Linked DNA regions of Mus musculus: region 1 is linked to region 2. Evidence: chromatin contacts called from public HiChIP or PLAC-seq data. All regions are on one chromosome and are shown on one strand. The core of a region is the stretch at or near the end of the contact, and the rest is flanking DNA. Distances in the headings are between cores, read along the strand shown. Region 1 overlaps Samd14 (sterile alpha motif domain containing 14). Region 2 has its middle 9.8 kb from the start of Hils1.

Evidence for each region. HiChIP or PLAC-seq counts read pairs in DNA pulled down with a chosen protein or histone mark.
Region 1: a contact with region 2 is called in an HNF4G HiChIP or PLAC-seq map of pancreatic cancer cells. The contact joins two enhancer-like sites. A contact is called at or near these places in 11 of 39 promoter capture datasets (the C10 cell line, cranial neural crest, embryonic stem cells and 8 more), 6 of 484 Hi-C or Micro-C datasets (the P5424 cell line, bone marrow-derived macrophages, embryonic stem cells and 3 more), 4 of 115 datasets of contacts at active chromatin or transcription factors (double positive thymocytes, embryonic stem cells and pancreatic cancer cells) and 4 of 9 other capture datasets (adipose tissue, liver, macrophages and 1 more).

The regions. Positions count from the first base shown.
Region 1 is chr11:95,023,514-95,028,098 of GRCm38.p6, reverse strand. Samd14 (sterile alpha motif domain containing 14) reads right to left here. Exons shown (of 10, transcript NM_146025.2): 9 at 4,484-4,585; 10 at 2,012-3,521. The coding sequence ends at 3,366. It overlaps Pdk2 (pyruvate dehydrogenase kinase, isoenzyme 2), which reads left to right. Exons shown (of 11, transcript NM_133667.2): 10 at 121-234; 11 at 777-1,841. The coding sequence ends at 917. Among named protein-coding and RNA genes, the nearest start is that of Gm11513, 7.0 kb to the left of the region's middle. Within about 2 kb of position 1,943, at least 20 of the 459 cell types and tissues checked have an H3K27ac peak or open chromatin away from gene starts, as enhancers often do. A contact at or near this core is called in pancreatic cancer cells, where this site is marked.
Region 2 is chr11:94,955,319-94,960,190 of GRCm38.p6, reverse strand. No RefSeq gene overlaps it. Among named protein-coding and RNA genes, the nearest start is that of Hils1, 9.8 kb to the left of the region's middle. Within about 2 kb of position 1,965, at least 138 of the 459 cell types and tissues checked have an H3K27ac peak or open chromatin away from gene starts, as enhancers often do. A contact at or near this core is called in pancreatic cancer cells, where this site is marked.

The DNA of each region.
Region 1 (4,585 bases), core at 694-3,193, 68 kb before region 2:
TGCCTCCCACCTACTCCCATCTGCTTCAGAAATGTCCCTTCTCCACCCCTGCTCCAGCGCCCCTGCCTGTCCCCAGTCCAGCATTCCTGGCTCACTTTATGACCTGTGGCTCCTCTGTAGGCTGGCTTTGGGTACGGACTCCCCATTTCCCGCCTCTACGCCAAGTACTTCCAGGGGGACTTGCAGCTTTTCTCTATGGAGGGCTTTGGGACAGATGCTGTCATCTATCTGAAGGTGAGGCCCGCCAGGGGCAAGCTGGCTGCTAACGGGTTTCTACCCATCCCTCATCCTTCCTGACTCCAAACTCAGTTTTGGCTCTCCAAGACTCAGAGGAGCCTTGGCTCCTCAAGCACTGTAACTTTAAACTAATGTGGTAGGCAACTTCAGGGGGTCTAAGGTCTGTGAGTAAGGCCCCTCTTCTGAGAAACCCTAGGCTAGAAGGAAGGGAACCTTACAGGTCTTGAACTTCAGTTGATCCGAGTGTACCTTGGTGATTAATAGGGATCACACAGCAAAGCCTCCCTCCCTCTTGATCCTTTTTGCCCCCCTGATCGTGGAGGGGCCAGCTTCATGGAATGGGCCAGGGCAAGAGACAGAAGGCTGACTCTTTTAGGGGCTTTTCCAGGTCTGGGGTAATGTCTCAGGCTAATGCCTGGTTATGAGGCTGACTCAGACCTGGGTTAGGACTCCAGGGATGGAGACCATCAGGGCCTGGGTGGGAGAGGGTAGTAAGCTGGGGTGTGGGCAAGCAGGAGGTTGATGGCAATGCTCTCTAGGCCCTGTCCACGGACTCAGTGGAGCGCCTGCCTGTCTACAACAAGTCTGCCTGGCGCCACTACCAGACCATCCAGGAGGCCGGCGACTGGTGTGTGCCCAGCACAGAGCCCAAGAACACATCGACGTATCGGGTCAGCTAGGGGCCTTCCCTCCCTGGCACCTGTAGGATGCTGCCACCTCTGAATCCAGCCACCACAGGGACCTTCCCTATCTATCCCCTAGGGTACAAGGGGTGAAACTGGGTCTCCCTGATGGCCAGATCTGTCTTTGTAGAAATCTCAGTGGCCCAACTGTGGTGGTCCCTAAGTGCCAATATGTCTCTGTGGAGAAACCCTAGGGGGTTTCCCTGGAACCCGGTTTCCATAGTGATGCTTGAGGGTTGGGGATGGCTCTCCCTGATGGGGTGGCCCAGAGACACTTCTCCCAAGATCAGAACTGTCTGTTTTCTACTAGAAGCCCTGGTTCCCCCTCACTGCCTGCATAGTCCTGGCCTTCCAAGTGGCTGCTCCGCTTGCCTTATGCCCACACACTGTACAGGCACATTTGGGCTGGGTTCTTTGTCAATGTTAAGAAGGATGGAGTGCCCTCAAGTCTGGAGAGGGACTGGGGGAAGATAGGGTCCACCCTTGACTCTGATCCTGCAGCCTCTATCTCTACTCTGGATGGTATGAAGTTGCAATTGGGAACTTGAGAGTAGGTAGCGATTCTCACCCGGGGCCCACCGAGAGGGCAGGCCTAGGAGTAAGCTGCCCCCAAGGTGATCTTAGCAATGTTTCTGTTTAGCTGCTTCCTAAAGCCTTGCCCACCCAGCATGTCCTCACGTGCACACCTCCCCTGCCCAGTCTACACCCACCCTATGCTGCCTGAGCTTCAGACCCCACCCCACCCCTATGCCCACTATGTGTGCACAAGTGACTCACCCCTAGGACAGCCCTATGTACATAGCCAGTTTTGTAATCTCAGAAGCCCTGCCCTTCCCCTCCACACACAGGGGTTAAAGCCGTGTGCCCTCCCAGTGGCTGGGATGGTGACAGTGACATCCACAGTAAACAGATGAAATGTGACTGCTGCCTGGCTTCCTTGCTCGGGGAGGGGGAGCCCACACATGAAGCACCTGTGAAGACTGGTCCCCTAGGACTAACTGTACTCAGGACCTAGGCCAGCTGAACACGCCACCAGGCAGGGCCGTCCACTCAGGCGTAGCTTAGTCCCTTGTCCCAGACAAGAAGATCACTGGTGTGTGGTAAGTATTTATTGAAAGAAGTTGATAGCCATCTTCCCCCTTCACATGCAGGTGGGCACACTTGGCTCTTCACGGCTTCGGGGACAGTAGAGCCTCCACCCTCCCCACCCAGTCTAGGAAGTGCCAGTGCCCCGATACCTTAGTTTTCCCTATGAGGCCCCCTCTTCCAGTGAAGGTGACTGAGCACAAACATAGGGCCCTGGCCTTCAGCCACTTTCCCAGGCAGGAGAGAGGGAGTTAACATGCAGGTCCTGTTCACCTCTCCAGGAAACTGGGAGGGGTGGGGGTTTGTCATCTAAAACCTGGGCCTAGTAGTAACTGACCAGCACCCAAGAAGCTGGGTCAGCATTGCACCTGGACCCTCTATCTCTGAACACGCCCTACAAAGGACATGTGCCAGTCCCACGCGGGGCTGGCCCAGTCCCCCTCTGTAGCCTAGCAAACCTAAGCCAGCAGTGTCTGTCCATCCGCCCCAGGCCTCTGAGGCCTTGACACACCCAGGGCACCAGGGAAGCTGATGGACCCTTTCAATCTGGCAGCATGCAGGCCACACTTAGGGTGTGCCTCTTCACCATCTAGACACTAGTTGGGGGAGTGACCCGTGTCCCCAACAGCTCTCAATTTTTCCTGCCCTCGAAGGCTCAAGTACTCTCCGAAGAAGTGGATTTTAGCTCTGCGAAAGGGACTCAATGGGAGAGGAGCAGACCTGTGTGCTGGAACCTGCAGGTGAGGGAGGGGAAGAGAGAGAGAGTGAGTGAGAGCTCCCTTCTCCCCCTCTGCCTTCCTTACAGAGGCCAGCTTATCCTGCCCTGCTCTCTCTCTCCTCTGAGGAGGTGTCTGGGAATCCACCCTGAGTGCTACTGGCACTGCCCACTGGCCTCTCTGGGGAGATCTGTTCTCCCACCACACAGCCACCTTCAAAAGGTGAGGAGACACAGCTGTCTCCTGTCTCCAGTCGGGTTGCCCAGGCTACTCTCTAAACCTAGGAATCCTGGCCATGGTAGGGCCTCTCCTGCTAGATTTCTTCCTGCTCGGACCACTCTAGTCAGAGGGCGGAGGTTCCACCTGAACCAGGCTCCTCTGGGCTCCGCGTTTGCTGCATTCCTGGCCTCTGCCCTCTTCATCTGCCACCTGCTTCCCCCTGGAAGTCTGCGCCAAACAAGTCCTCGAAATTGGGTTTATTACTGGGCCCTCCCCCCTGGGGTCTCCCTCCAGAGGACTCAGTCCAAACAGGGTGAGAGGGGGGCCGCGTGCTCCGAGAGCCTGGTGCCTGGACCCTGCCTCCCTGGTGAGGCCCATGTAGGTGGCTGCAAGTGCGCCGGGGTGCCAGCCCCGCCAGCCATCCCTAGCTCTTCTTGGCATCGTTCTCGCGGCGCCGCAGCTTCTCCCGCTGCTTTGCGGTCTTCTCCTGCGCCTTCCGTTCCTTCTCAGCAGCCGCTGCCAGCTCCTTCAACTTCCGCTTCACCAGTGCTCGGTCATGCGAATTGCTGAGCCCCAGGCTCTGGGAAGAAATCCAGAATGAAGGAAAGAGGCCTAGAACGCTGCCCCACAGACCCACTAGAGTCTGCTCGGAAGTCTGGCCTTTGCCTAGGGATCGGGGTCCCAAGGTAGGAGGAATGGCTTGCAAGTGGTCAGAGATGACAACTCTCTGGCACTAGGCCATTTGCGACCCCGTCCTTGGCGCCAGATCCTTAACCTAGGATTTCAGCCTTAGTATGATCCTGCTCAACCTCTGAGGTCCTCAGAGTGAAGAGTGACTTGTTCAAGGTCAAGTGGCTTATCGGCTAGGTCCCTTCCCGTTTCAAGAGTTCCTATGGGGGGCTGGTGAGATGGCTCAGCCGTTAAGAGCGCCGACTGTTCTTCCAAACGCCCTGAGTTCAAATCCCAACAACCACATGGTGGCTCACAACCATCCGTAACGAAATCTGATGCCCTCTTCTGGAGTGTCTGAAGACAGCTACAGTGTACTTACATATAATAAATAAATAAATAAATAAATAAATAAATAAATAAATAAATAAATAAGAGAGTTCCTATGGGGCTCTCTCTCCCTCAGTCCCAGGAACCTGCAGATATTGGAGGCCACCTCTCCACACTGTCCACTTAGCACGCCAGAGCCTGGTGGTATCCAGGATCTGAGAATGAATATGGGATGGAGCTGGCCAAGAAAGTGGCCTTGATGGTAGTCCAAAGATCAAGGTCAGCCCAAAGACCCGGGCTGGAGCTAGAAGGTCAGATAGAAGCGATTAGGCTTGAGTTTCAAGTCAGATGGAGGTGTTGTACTACACTGCGAAAGGAGTACCTTGCATAGAGGTCAGACACCGGGTCAGAGGCTACACAGGGAGAGCCAATGCCAGGTCAGTCCAGGAGGTAAGTCAGGGTCAAAAGTCAGGACAAAGGGTGATTTCTGTCCCTAAAAGCTATCTCAATCTGAAAGATCATCACCTCTGCACTCTGACCCACCTTCAGTTTGCTTCCGTCCAGCTGCAGGAGCTGCGGCCCATCCACCTGCCGGGCAGCAAACTCGGCAGCATACTGCTCCAGGTTGAGGCTGTGTAGCCACTG
Region 2 (4,872 bases), core at 716-3,215:
CAGGGATGGCACCACCCACAATGGGCCCTCCCACCCTTGATCACTAATTGAGAAAATGTCTTACAGCTGGATCTCATGGAGGCATTTCCTCAAGGGAGGCTCCTTTCTCTGTGATAACTCCAGCTTGTGTCAAGCTGACACACAAAACCAGCCAGTACAGGGACCCTAATAGAGAGGAACAACAAAGAAGCAAGGACACATGGCCCAGCCCATCTTTTCTAAGAGAATGCATAGGAGTGTGTCACCCCACAGCATGGCCCCTCTTTAAGGCTTCTGTCTCAGGAGCTTCTGCAGAGCTCCTCAGCTTCCCATTTTTCTTTTCTTTTCTTTTCTTTTCTTTTCTTTTCTTTTCTTTTCTTTTCTTTTCTCTTTTCCTTTCTTTTCTTTTCTTTTCTTTTCTTTTCTTTTCCTTTCATTTCCTCCCCCCCCCCTTTTTTTTTTGGACAGGGTCTCCCTACATAGCCTTGGCTGTCCTGGAGCTCACTATGTAGATTGGGCTGGCTTCAAACTCTCCTAGGGTTTCACAACTTCCTTTAGATCTCTGCTCTAAAACATATCCCCAGATTTGACCTTCCCTGTCCCTTCTGCTCCTGTGCTTTTCAGAGTCCCTTCAAAAGTCCTCTTGGCTCTCCGATAGGAGATGCTGTCTGGGCTCATGGGTTATAGGTCTTCTGAGCTGTTGAGATGGCTCAGCCCTTAAAGGCTAAGCTCACAACTGAAACAGCAAGTCTTCTGCCAGCACTAGATTCAGGATTCTGCCTACCCTCTCTCTAATAGCCCACCCCACACCTACCCCTTAAGGTTCAACACAGCTCCTGCACACAGAAGATGGCAGGCAAGGCTGTTTGGAGGGAATACCTGAGGGATAGTTGTCTGTGTGTCTGCTCAGAGTTATTTTTGTTTGCTTGTTTTAATTTATTTGTTTTTATTTTATGTGCACTGCTGCTTTGCCTGCATGTCTGTGTGTGGCTGTTAGGTGCCCTGGAACTGGAGTTACTGAAAGTTGTGATCTGCCATGTGGGTGCTGGGAATCGAACCTGGGTCCTCTGGAAGAACCAGTGCTCTTAATGGCTAAACCATCTCTCTAGATCCAATTTTTTGTTTGTTTGTTTGTTTGTTTGTTTGTTTGTTTTTAGTTTTTATGTGTATGGGTGTTTGGTCTGCATGTATGTCCTGTAGAGGCCAAAAGAAGTGCCAGATCCTCTGGGATTGGAGTTACAAACAGCTGTGAGCTGCCTTGGGGGTGCCTGGAATTGAACCCGGGCCCTCTAGAAGAGCAGCCTTTTAAGTGCTATCTTAACGGCTGGTTAAGTACAGTAACAGGAAAGGGGGGTGTGGAGTGTAGAATAGGGATGCAATCTGGAACTGACTTTGAACAATCAGTTGAGATAACTCACTATCTTCAGATCAACCTGCTCAGAGCTCTGAGGGAGGCTGCACTTCCTCTGTGGTCAAAAGTAAGTCTTTACCACTATCATCTGTACCCCATTCTGCCTATTCTGGGTACTGGAAGCCCATTAGCTGCTTAATTATGGAACTGGGTAAGCGCTGACAGAGGCTGGCAGGGTGGGGCGGGAGGTGGGGTGCTGGCAAGGTAATGGCTGGAGGGATGGGCTCTTTGCAGAACAAACAGATGCCTCTGGCTTCTCATTGGCTACTTCCTCCTCCCCTTCCCTCCTCCCCCTCCCCCACAGGTCTTTCAGCTGATGGGCAGGCATAGCTCTAGCTCAGTGTCACAGTCCTGGGGCATAGGCTAGCTTCAACTGGATCCCTGCACCCTTAAGGTGGGGGCTGCTGGCTCCCCTCTCACCTCTGTCTGGTCCCCTGCATGTCCTTCCTGGTCGAGGGCGGGAGAATAAGAAGTCAGCTCCTCCCTCCCTCCCTCTGCTTCCTGGCCTTGCCTTGGGCTCTTGGCAGCCTCTACCTCCCAACTCAGTTCCAAAGAGCACACAGGAGCCGGCTTGGCTGCCTTCCTGAAAGGAAGTGGCCCAGACAAGTAGCCGGGAGGATGGCGTGACTACAGAAGACACTGAGCCCTGCCTGGGCATCCACATGTGAACGCCCAGATGACCAGCAGCACAGAGGGAGGACACAGACATACTCACTGGGCAGAAGCCTCTCCTGGAAGAGTAATCAGGATGGCTTCCTACAGTCCCTCACAGAGTAGGCAGCTGTTTCCAGCCCCCACCTTCTGTGGTGTCACCCCGCACTCACTCCACCCTACTTTTAGTCCAGATGATGGCCCTGATTATTGGCTTGATGAGCGGCCTCCACCTTCACTCTAAATACAGACTATGCATGCGCATGCGCAGCCGGACCCTGCAGCCATTTCCGCACCACTCCCTATGGTCCAGTCTCTTCAATACAGAGGCCACCTACTTCGGGCCTCAATCACTAAGGCCACACCTCTCCAGGCAGGGTCCAAACATGGTTCTGGCACACTGTATCGACCTCAACAGTTAGTTTGCTCCCAAACGGAGTCATTCCTACTTCAGGGCTGAAGTGAGAACCCATGAAGGTAGGCATGCCAATACTTCCTAGACACCGCATTATCCCGGGTACCACACAGCCTCCTCAGGCGAGAGGGGTGTGGGTCTCTCTGACCTGTCAGATCCTGACCAATGGGCTCTGCTTCCCCTAATGCCTCAAGAAATTTTTGTTTTTCCTTCTGAATGGAAAGGAATGATAAAGTTTGCACTCCTTAAATGCAAGGACGCTGTTGGTCACGAGTGAACACCAGAACTACATACAGCTAGTTCGAACTGAGATGTGTATAGTTTTTTGTTTGTTTGTTTGTTTGGTTTGGTTTTTCGAGACAGGGTTTCTCTGTGTAGCCCTGGCTGTCCTGGAACTCACTCTGTAGACCAGGCTGGCCTCAAACTCTGAAATCCGCCTGCCTCTGCCTCCCAAGTGCTGGGATTAAAGGCTTGCGCCACCACTGCCCGGCAATGTGTATGGTTTTAATGGTTGAGATTGTATTAGGTTAAATAAGATATGAAACTAGTTTCACCTCACTTTTTATTTTTATTTATTTATTTATTTATTTTGACATAGAGTCTCATGTAACCCAGGCTTTGATCCGGTCTCCATCTTTTCTGTGGCATAGAGATTGAACGCAAAGCATTGTGCATACTAGGAATCACTGTACCAGCGGAGCTACACTGCAGCTCATCTCCCCCCAACCCCCTTTCTAAACATGGATGCTAGAAAATAAAAAATATGGGGCTGGAGAAACGGCTCAGGGTTCAATCCTCAGCACCCACATGGCAGCTCACAACTGTAACTTAGGTTCCAGGGGACCCTGCACCTTCACAAAGACGTACATGCAGGCAAAACACCAATGCACAGAAAATGAAGGAAAGAAAGGAAGAAAGAAAGAAAGGAAGAAAGAGAAGGAGAGAGAAAGAAAGAAAGAAAATGAAAAACATGAGTTTCCCACAATCTACTTTTTAAAATTGCACGTGTGTGCATCCCCCACCCCACACACACACACATACACTCACACACAGGCACACACTCATACACAAGAGCACAGGAATGCACACACACACACATTGTGCGCACTTTCTCCTCCTCCTCCTCCTTCTCCTCCTCCTCTTCCTCCTCCTTCTCCTTCTTCTTCTTTTGAGACAGGATTTCTCTGTATATAGCCCCTGGCTGTTCTGGAACTTGATATGTAAACCAGGCTGCCCTGGAGCTCACAGAGATCCTCCTGCCTCTGTCTCTGGAGTACTGGGATTCAAGGTGTGCCATCATGCCCCTGCTCCTCCTATCATTTTGGGCAGGGAGAAGCACCAGTGCTCCAGCACCTTTGGGTACCAATTCGCTTCCCTCCCTCCCTGCCTGGCTTTGCACATCCTCTGTAAAGAGTTGAGATCTCCATGTGCACAAGGATCAGTCACCCTCCCAGAAAGACTACCTTCTTCCCAGGTCCTGCCTCCTCCGTGCAAATGCCCTGGCTCAGTTTGCAGCACACATTCAGGAGGAACACACTAACAGCCTCTCGCCAGCTCTGAGAATTCCCACTAGTGCGGGGGACTTTGGGATGCTTGTCTTCTTCCACACCAGCCCCTCCTGGTTTTCCCAAGTGTCTCTCTGCTCAGCTTTAACCCATCAGCCTGCACGGATAAACTTGTAAGACTTGTATGTCCAGAGGCTGTGATCTCCCACCTATGCCACACCAAACCGGAAGGGGCCTGTGGACATAGATGTCTTTGCTTACAGGTAAGTGGGCACAGAAAGAGACACATTCACTCAGGTCCCCACTGTGACACCCACACGGGGCCACCCACAGCTCCCATTCACTCCCTCACGTTACCACCCAGGCCTTCCTGTGCCTTAATGAGTGCCTCCCCTCATGGGTGGGTACTCCCCTTGTCCTCCCTCACACCGCTAAGGTCCCCAAGCTCCAGCTAGAAGCCTTTCCTCTCCGGTCACATGCAACTCTCTGTCTATGGGAGTTTTGGAGACAGCTAGAAACAGAAACAGGATTGAAAAGCTGAATAAAGGGGAAAACCCACCATCTTTAGGTTACAGCAAATCCATCCAGGAGATGACCATGCTCCAGGTCCCTCCCCAAAGGGACTTGGATTCCAAAAGGACAGCAAGAGAGAGAAAAAAAGTCAAAATGAAGTCTTCTTTCCCTGTAGATTTTCCACTTGGATTTCACTGAAGTATCAGCTCCAAGAGACTACTCTTCCCCACAAAAAACGAAGGTGACTGTCATAGAGCAGAGCTGGGAGTAGGTGCTGTGTTAGCACACAGGGGACAGTGAGGGTCTTGGAAACAGGGCCTGGCATCTGTATTTAAGGCAGCAATGATGTCAGCGGAAAGGAGGGCTTGGGTTCAGAGTGTGATACAATGATCTCTTTG